Linked DNA regions of Anser cygnoides: region 1 is linked to region 2. The links are chromatin contacts, called in public Hi-C maps. All regions are on one chromosome and are shown on one strand. The core of a region is the stretch at or near the end of the contact, and the rest is flanking DNA. Distances in the headings are between cores, read along the strand shown.

Region 1 (5,070 bases), core at 1,660-4,159, 64 kb before region 2:
GCATGTAAAGGCATGTGACACGCTCAAGACGTAAGCACCTGGAAAAGCTTCTCACATCTCTCTATCAACTGAAGCAGGAGCTTTGCTGCACAGATGTTCCCTAATCTGCAGGATCAGCAGACGAACGGATTGCATTTGAACATTTAGATGTTTCATTTTGAAACTGTAAGCTTAAATCAATTAGTCCGGAACTCACCCTGAAAGAAGATTTTTCAAAATCTGTTTATTCACTATTTCTACAGGTAGCACAACAGGCCTGAAAGCAGGATCAGTCCCTCACAGGTTCCAGGTGAGTGGCTCTGCTCAAGTCTGGGAAACCCGAGAGCACCCTCATGTGGCTGGATGCTGCTATGAGCTTTTTTTCCTCCAGTTAAAATACATACAGCAAAGCAAAATTTAAACTTTATTCACAGGTTTAACTCCCCAGCCATACAAAATGAAATGCCGAAGCAGTATCTTAGGTCTCCAGCACAGACCCATAACTGGGTAGAGAAATTATTTTCTAGATATCTATTTGTTCAACTGCAACATAACTAAGAAGTAACCAAAACTATATACTTTAAATAAGATTCTATAGTTTTCAACATAAGAATTTTTTTATATCAAGTTCAAAATTGCCACTTTATCCTTAGACTCTCCATTTCTGATTTTTATTTTCAATGTCTTCTGAAAAGGATTAAATACTACTGCAGAGAAAGAAGGGGGGAGTAACTGTTCCCACCACACACAGAACCACAACCAAACTGCCGATGCAGCTGGATGTCGTTCCACCAGGCAAAGCAGATCTGTATTCCTCAACAGCTAAAAGTCTATTTTAAGGAAAAGGAAAAAAAAAAAAAAAAAAAGGCATCCTAGTTTCACACAGAGACACTGTTACAAACCCCTCTCCGAGACTCCCTTCCTAAAAGACCAAAAAAAGCACTTTAACATGAGTCTAACAAGGGAATGTGTACTCCTGGCAAGAAGGTATTTAACTCCCCTCCTATTTGCAGTTATGCAGGGACAGAGGCTGTGACAGCTGCATGCCAGCAACAACTGTGTTTTTGTTATGTATTTAATTGCCCCACAGTTGTAAAGGGAATTCAGTAACTACAAACTATGGTGTGAAAGACATACTTTCAGTGAAACCAATGCAAAGCCCACGTAACTAGCAAAGAGAAACTGTGCCTCTCCACCGTCTGTGGCTCTGCTCAGGCTAGCGAGGCCTGGACAGAGAAGCGCGCTGTAAGCACCCGCAGACAACCACATCGCACATCTGCTTGTCTGCCAGCGGGATGCTCCTGTTCGACCCAGACAAATTGAATATTACGACCAGAGGGAGCCAGAGAGCTGACTGAAAAAAGCTTACAGCCTTTACGGCGCACGCGACGTATCAGCTGCGTCCCAGAGCGTGCCAACTCTCAATTTATCACGAGCCAACCAATCCCCTGAGTAAAGTTAAGGGACAAAAGAAGAGGTGAACACCTAAGTTATTTACAGGGCTGTCACGATGACTGTGTAGTGGTTTAACTCAGCAGGGAGCTCAGCACCACACAGCCAGTCGTTCCCCCCTGACGTGGGATGGGCGAGAGAATGGAAAAATGGTAAAACTCATGGGTTGAAATAAAGACAGTTTAAAAGGAAGTGGAAGGGAAAATTATTATTATTATTATTATGATCAAATAATATACAAAGCAATTGACGTACAGCGCAATTGCTCACCACCTGCTGATTGATGCCCAGCCAGTCCCCAAACAGCAGCCAACCTGCTCCCTGGCCAACCCCCCCAGTTTTACTTTTCAGCATGACATCGGGTATTACGGAGTATCCCTTTGGCCAACGTGGGTCAGCGGTCCTGGCTGTGTCCCCTCCCAGCTCCTTCTGCACCCACCCCCAGCCTCCTCGCGGGCAGGGCAGCATGAGAAGCTGAAAAATCCCTGTCTGAGTCTAAGCACTGCTTCCTGTAAGCAACTGAAAACATCCGTGTGTTATTTGCATTATTCTCATCCTAAATTCAAAACACAGCACCATACCAGCTACTGGGAACAAAATTAATTTTATCCCAGATGAAACCAGGACACTGCGGAAACGGCAGAGAGTAGCAGATGACTGTGCCTACTTCATTAACATTGCTCTTTTGTCTTCATCACTACGCAGGTTCTAATTCTGAACTTACCTGCACAGACATTTTACATTTTTCACCCAAAGAAAATAAGTCATTTTAAATATTAATGCAACAGGCAGATCATCTGCATTTTAGTTATCTTATTACTGTTGCTTTAAAACTTATTGTTACTTGGATAACTTTCTGTTTGGGCAAAAAGCAAGGTTCAGGGTTCAACAGCACAGAAAGTTTTAAAACCAGCTTCACATAAGGGAGGAAAACTCTTGTCATCTACTGGAAGCGTCCTTCAAAGCGTTTAAATATTTACTTGGAAAATCAAACAAATCACATTCACTTTGGGACTCGTCTGCCATGTCAATGAGACCCTTTGAAACAGTTTCAAACAATACATCTTTGGAGCAATGTCTTGTTTAGTGTTTTGCTACTCCTGTGACAACCTCTAACTCTTATTTTACTGCATTTCAGTGAAACAGATTAAGACATTTATCCACAAACCAGATGATTTTAGAGGACCCTTCCATCTCAAATCATTCAACGATTCTATGATTTGTTCTAAAGCACCTCATCAAGAAAAAATAAATAAATCGTGTCCTTAACTTTCACAGTAAATTCTCAGATTAATGCTTCAACATCTACAATAATAGTTTTCATGGATAGCCAAAAAGAATAGGCAGAATGTTTACTACATAACAAGAAAAAGAAAGTAATACAATGATCTCTGGAGTCTAAAAGCATATTGAAGAATATTTTCAGAAAACCAAAATAAACAGGGAAAAGGAAGAAGCCAATCTCTCCTCCTTGAACAAAATTTTCCTTAAAACTCATTAAAAGACATTGTGAGAATGTCCTCATACCACTTGAGAATACAGCAAATACTCCCCTTAACTACTCTGAGTGAGCTTTCCAAAGCTGTAGCAAACAGCACCTCAGGACATAGCTCACTCAGTTTAATAACCCTCTGCCAGTCAAAGTATGACTTATGCTGTGATGTAAAGCACTGTATAGCCCACTTGCACAGCCGCTTGGGCTTACTTTTGCATGTATACTATACACAAACACCTCAAAACATTTCTTACTTTGTTTGCACCAGTAAGAATTATGCCATTTGAACAGAGAACAGACTTGCCAACCTATCATTAAACCTCTGAGCATGAGACTACTCTTTTCCTTAGTGATAATGTGATTCATCTCATTATTTTGCTAAGCAGTTCCAAAATGACCTTCAGTCACCATTTATTAACCAAATGTTTCAGATTTAAATCAGTTAGACTAAGATTAAAGTTGGTTTTTTTTTCCTACAAATGTCAACCTTTTTAAGCACTTGAATCACCAAGCAATAATTTTTAACAAAAAAAAAAAAAGAATAAAAGGTCACATTAAGTTACTTTTTTCTGTTTAATTTTAACCACATGAAGCATTTTGAAATAACCCACTCAATTGTATCTAAGAGCAGAGGCAGCTGATTCTAGCTCTGCCACTGTAAATAAAACATTTCTGAGTATCAGTAAAAGACAACAGGAAGATAGGTGCAAAAACGATAGAATTGTTTAAAGTTTACATTCCATTGGTTAGTGTTGCAAGCTAGTGAAAACCACCACAAACTAGAAAACAGCAAAATAAAACAGTTTCATAAGAAGTCCAGAAAAAATGTTTTGAAAGCACAAACAGAAAAGGCACTTTGCAAAATACTGCCATCAAACCAGTTTAAGATGCATTTTGCCCCTAAATCTGAAAGGAGAGGTCCAGAAGATTAATGAAAGAGTCTATTTAACCCTTACAGGTTTCGTCTTACAGTTTCAAGACAGTACTCAGGTTAATGCTTCTCTTTGTGTTTCTCAAAGCTTGCTCAAGTTTAATTAACTGTTGATATAGAAGTAGAGACTCTTTTGCACCAGGAATACTTTTCTTTACCCTGTATATCTTTAATTGATCCCTTATTAGCTTGAGAATTGCAACAGAGAATAACTAGTATCAGTGCGAGATTCTACATCAATTCATTTTAAACCAATATAAAAGTTGACTTTGGGCAGCTTTTGTGTCTGTGGCTGGTCCAACTACCTTAACATGATACCCCCAACTAGTTTTAAAAAAATAAATAAAGACCACCATGGCTTGACAAAAACTGTCTCCCTAGCTACTGAGAGCTGAAAACACTACAAGGCTAGCTTGCACCTAATATTTCCTCTTAGGCAAATTAAAAGAACGTAGATTCCAATTCTGAAACTGAAAACAATTGGAAGCTCTCAGTTTAGAGTGTTACTAATTACCAAGAAACAATCTTGAGGCTACTCTATAAGAGAGGAACAAGTCAAGGAAAAAAAAAATAAGTCGCAAAGATGCAGGCATTTTGCTGAACATCAGATGTGGGAAATTTCTCATCTAGCATTCTGAACAATGCTGAAAGATACTCTTGTATTTTCCATTGTTTCCTCCAGAGGCAGGGCTAGAAGAGGAGGAATATGACTATGAAGATATGGATCCCTGTATCACACAGTATTTTGCTTTTCTACCTTAGGGAAGGAAAAAGAGAAAGGTATTATTGAAACACACAATGGAGTGAATTCAACTGCCTTCAAAACTGATTTCTGAAGCAGAACTGTAAGCATGTTTTCCGCTATGTAGGTTAAGAGTGAGGAAGGGAAAATTAAAACGAAACCATGCACCAGGCTTTAGTATGTCACAAAAACGTAATGCAAACATTTAATATAGAAGTGATCATGCAAGTGTTTTTAAAAATGGTTACAAAAAATGGCAAAGCATGAAATAGGTAGTTGAAAAGGCAACTTCATGCAGAGTGAGTTTGGACAGTACATACCCAGATAGGATCTCTTGGGAGGTGCTTTAATTTCTTCATCCTTACTATCTGCAGCTACATAAAAAAAAAAGTTGAGGGGGGAAAAAAAGGAAGGAAAGACAAAATAGACTTGTATGATTAAATGAAACAGTGGGTCTTTTAGTTCAAGTTT
Region 2 (4,828 bases), core at 837-3,336:
TTTGCCTAACCATCATGCCAAAAAAGATGGTGGAAGAACTGTGTGAAATATGAAGATAAGAGTATCTTTCTTACTGTAACCTAGGTCTGGTTGTAGAGCAGGATGATTTGGTGGAAGCCCTTCAGAACAAAGTTATTAAGGCAGCTGCTCTGGATGTGACATACCCTGAACCTTTGCCAAGGTAGGACATGTATTTAAGTTAGTGTGTGTGCGTACACGTTTGTGGGCATGTGAGAAATTACATAATTTTTTTAGTATTCCTGTACATAATGTATATGCACTAGTCCTACTGAAATGATGTCCCCAGTCCTGTAGCAGCCAAACAAAATCCACACTCATTTGGAAGATTTATTACATAAAAAGCTGCAAGCCAAGTATCAGTTTGAACTCTACTTTGAGTACACTAAAGTCATACAATTAGTTTTTAGTTATTATTTTAAGCATCTTCCTGGTGCATTTTCATGTGCTGAAGAAGCACACTCTCTGACTGAATACCTCAGCATTTCTTTTCTTTTCCCAGGGATCACCCGTTGTTAAAAATGGAGAATGTTTTAATAACTCCTCACATTGGAAGTGCCACCAAAAAGACACGCCACCTTATGATGGAAAACATGACTGAAAGCATACAAGCAGCTCTTACAAGTCTTCCTATCCCTCATGAAGTATTACTGTAAAGTGCCTTGCATTTAATGTTAACATCATTAGTGTTTATCCTAGTGTGAGGAAACAGTAATTTGATAACCTTTCATGTAATTAGCCCATATATGTCATACAGATTAAATGTACAAGTATGATTTTAATTAGATGGTTTTAATTTAGGGTTTTAGTGGTTTTAATTCATTTAAATAACAAAAAGTGATTCTGTGTGAAAAAGATCCATATTTTCTCATGAACTTCAGTGAAAAACTCGAGTCGAGTCTTAAATTGGTACTATTCATGCTGCTTGCATCCTCTTAGAATTGCACATCAACATAACACTGAACCGAAGGACATTTTAATCATTACATAGCCCTGTATTCTGGTGCCACTCATGACCTACAGTAAACTGCGGCAAACTGCAGACAGCATTTTAGACCAACTGCTCCTGAAAGTCCAGCAGCAACGAAACTATTCTCTCTTTGGAGAATAATTTGCAAGGCCTTTGCTGGTACAGTCTTATAGAAATGTAGCAACCGCATTTATTTTCACTTCTGGGATAACTCAGTTATGCAAATAAGCGAGCCTGTGCATAAATTGTCTGCACAGGGCTTGGGGTTGGCTATGCGTGGCAGGAGTCTGAATTTTCCCCCATTTTTTCCATGGATTTTCCATGTCACACAGACACATTCCCAAGTGACAATTCAGTGCTATCAAAACTGGCCTGTGGGTTCATTTTTTGTTGTATCACCCCTTTGTTGCCGTTGTGGTTTACCCCTTGCAGGCACGCAGGCAGCTCAGCACCACACAGCCGCTCACTCACTTTCCTTAGGTGGGATTGTGGAGAGAATCAGAAAAGTAAAGTAGGTTGAGATAAAGACAGTTTACTAGGTAAAAGCAAAAGCCGTGCATGGAAGCAAAGCAAAACAAGGAGTTCATTTGTTACTTCCCATCAGCAGGCAGGTCTTCAGCCGCTTCCAGCAAAGCACGGCTCGCCATGTACTACAGTTTCTTGGGAAGACAAATGGCATCACTCTGAATGTGACCCCCCTTCCTCTTTCTTTACTCCAGCTTTTATTGCTGAGCACGAGGTGATACGGTATGGATGATCTCTTGGTCGGTTTGTTCTGGCTGTGTCCCCTCCCAGGTCCTGGTGCACCCGCAGCCTCCTCGCTGTCGGGGCAGCAAGAGAAGCACAAAAATCCTTGGCTCTGTGTAAGCACTGCTCTGCAACAACTAAAAACATCGCTGTTATCGCCAAAAAAAACATCCCAAACACAGCATCTTGTGAGCCTCTGGGAAGAAAAACCGACTCTATCCCAGCCAAAACAGCGACCCGGCAGCAGGCCGCCGTCGCCTCAGCGGGGCGGGGCCCTGTGGCACCTCGCCGCCCCAGGGGGCAGGCGCTCAGCCCGGGGCTGCCGCGCCGGCAGGGGGAGCCAGCGCCCCTCAGGAGCCGCCGCCGCCGCCGCCGGTTGCTCCCGCGGCCGGGCCGCGCCGGGGGCATGTGGCGGAGCGGGGCGGTGGCGGGCGCGGTGCGGCGGGCGGCGGGGCCGGCCTGCTGCCGGGCGCTGCGCAGCTCGGCCGCCTCGTGCGGCTCCAGGAACCTGCTGAAGAAAATGCTCCACAAGAACAAGTAGGTGCGGGGCCGAGGGGGCCGGGCCTCGCCCGCCGGAGCTCCGCGTAGCCGCGGGCCGGGGCGAGGCTCTCGGTCTGCGCTGCCGTCGGCCGCCTCCTGGGGGCCGCCTCACGCCGGGCCTGGGGAACCAACGGGCTCCTGCGGTGACCGGGCTGGGGCCGCCCGGGCTCGCGGGCACACGGGGAGGGCGAGGCCGGTTGTAGTTATCCCACAGTACGGAAACGTTAGCGCTTGTCTCCCCCTTGCCCCCCTGGTGTAACTTCTGCTGTGGACGGGAAGCATCGCTGCGTGTCACCCTAATGCGTAAACGTTATGGGGGAAACTGGAAATGTAGCGGCGCGGCTGGGTGTGTGTCTTCAGGCAGGTGACGTTTTAATTAAGCAGGGTACCCATCATTTCTCTGAGTTGATGAAAGATAAAACTGTGTGCCTCTCCTTTTTCCAAAAGAAAGAAGTTTTGGTATGACAGCCCTACCCTGGAGTCTAAAATGGTAAGTACAGGCTTCTAAAATGCTGTGCTCATCTCTTCCAGGGAGAACAAGCTTAAATTTCCTCCATTACCTGTGACTTTGGGAAAAGCATTTTCTGGTGGAGAAAGAGCAGAATTTAATGAGTGAACGGTAGCACTTCAGTTTTACTGTGATATGCTAGGATTGCTGCAAGAGAAGCTGTTTGTCAAGCTCTTCCCTTGACCATTTCTTCCTTTGTGCCATTTTTTAATCTGTACTAGCACCAGCACTTCCCTTCGTGGTTTTGAGCCTGTATCAAAAAACTGGTCTAGGTTAAAACTTCTGTATAGACACTTAGTTTTAATCCAGATCATTTCCCAGTAAGGTTCTCAGCAAGTCTTGGGTGCATATAACCTGTGCCTAGCACAAATAAGGGGATACACTACAAGAGAAAGCAGACAGTTTCTTATGTAAGTGGCATTGTTACTTTGTGGCAGCAAAAACAAACAAAAAAGAAACAGTGGCCAAGTGGGACAAAGTTGCTTTTTGGTCAAGTACAGCATTGTGGTCTTCTCCTGTAAGAAGTGTAGGAGTACGTGGAGTAGATGTTCTGTGGATCCTTTCGGAAGAAGTGTCTGTTACATGGTTGCCTGTGATTTCAAGGAACTAGGTTTAATGATCCAGGAAATCTTATCCAGACCAGTTTTCGTATGCTGAAAATGATAGTGTGCATGCTAGAAGTATCAGTGATTTGCACATGCTAGAAGTATCAGTGGCTGGATTTGCTTTCAGTTCTTACTGGTGGGAGGCAAATTCAGATCAGCAGTCTGGAGACGGTGGTACCAGTCACAGAATGACAGGCCTCTGACTTCATTGCCTTTAATTACTGGATATGCTGGGATTTCTTTAACTTCTAGTTACAATTGTTCTCACAGATCTCTGTGTGGGCAAACCACGCTGCAAAAAATAAGTGCATGAAACTTACCTAGAAAACAAATTATGTTTGGTTTTCAAGCAATCAATGTTTTTCAGTTAACACCAGCTATATTTTAGAAAACTGATTTATTGAGCTACAAAATAGTAAAGTAAGAAATTTTGACTGTAGTACATAAAGGTCAAAGATTTTATCAGTAGAAATATTCTTTACTGAAACATCTGATACATAAGACCTGTATAAAGCTATGACAGCTGCAACAATGCCATTCTAAGACTATACTTAGAGGTACAAAACTATATATAATTTCCTAATGTAAATTTGGAACAACTGTTTGTTTGTTTGTTCTAAGATGTACGAACCAACCAATTTGGCCTCTGTAATGAAAGATGACCATACCAAAACTAGGAAAGAAGATACCGTACGCTGTAGAGTCTTGAATAGTCTTATTCATAAAGCTGTGTCAGAGATGATGAGTACCGGTGAAGTTAATCAAGAGCTTCATGACCTCAAGCTGGAAATCTGCAAGGCAAGTGAAAAAAGCTACAGTTTCTGTTGAGCAGCTGTGACTACAACCTGAGGCTGGTGTGTTGTGCTGAAGGAGCCCCCAGGTATTGTGATGCATGCAGGAAGAGTTTTGCAGCATTGCTGCTGCACAGCAAAATGAGCCTCAGTTCACCTTTCATGTAAGGAGAGTTTTGCCACTGTTGCACCTCATTTAGTAGACCTTTGTCAGTATAATGCTAATGCCACTTAGGCCAACTAAAAAATGGTGTTGCTGGTATGTTTGTTTTTCCTGTTATTTGTACATGTACAATTTGTATTGCCCTTTCAGAAGGAGGAGCCTGATTTTTACCAACACAAATGTATCTTTCCAGGAGTCTTTATGCAGCTGCGTGAGAGCTTATTCATCCTTGAGTCCCTTACCAGCTTCATTATGACCTAAATGGGTCATGAGCTTAGAGCAAAAAAGTCAAGACTTAAGACAATGGCATTGGCAAGCAAGGTTTCAGAAAGAGTTGGAATTTGTAGCTAATTGTGTCTCATTTTGTCATAATTCACAGGTGTAAAAAGGATGTTACAACTGTGATTCAGGAACTAAGTCAGTCTCCATATTCTTGTTTACTGTCAGTAGTTTTTTCTCTATGTCTGCTGTTCTTTTCAAATGAAA

What was found. Hi-C and Micro-C count contacts between places; a contact is called where the count stands out from the background.
Region 1: a contact with region 2 is called in a Hi-C map of liver, with 5 times the contacts expected there. The contact joins the enhancer-like site here to the promoter of RBFA in region 2. A contact is called at or near these places in 3 of 7 Hi-C or Micro-C datasets (granulosa cells and liver).

The regions. Positions count from the first base shown.
Region 1 is chr2:48,435,615-48,440,684 of Taihu_goose_T2T_genome, reverse strand. The region is part of intron 3 of SLC66A2 (solute carrier family 66 member 2); the gene reads right to left. Among named protein-coding and RNA genes, the nearest start is that of SLC66A2, 16 kb to the right of the region's middle. Within about 2 kb of position 2,909, at least 1 of the 3 cell types and tissues checked has open chromatin away from gene starts, as enhancers often do. A contact at or near this core is called in liver, where this site is marked.
Region 2 is chr2:48,370,693-48,375,520 of Taihu_goose_T2T_genome, reverse strand. RBFA (ribosome binding factor A) reads left to right here and starts at 2,086. Exons shown (of 7, transcript XM_066992035.1): 1 at 2,086-2,272; 2 at 2,723-2,765; 3 at 4,010-4,186. The coding sequence starts at 2,142. It overlaps LOC106038369 (probable 2-ketogluconate reductase), which reads left to right. Exons shown (of 6, transcript XM_048075850.2): 5 at 85-181; 6 at 521-911. The coding sequence ends at 674.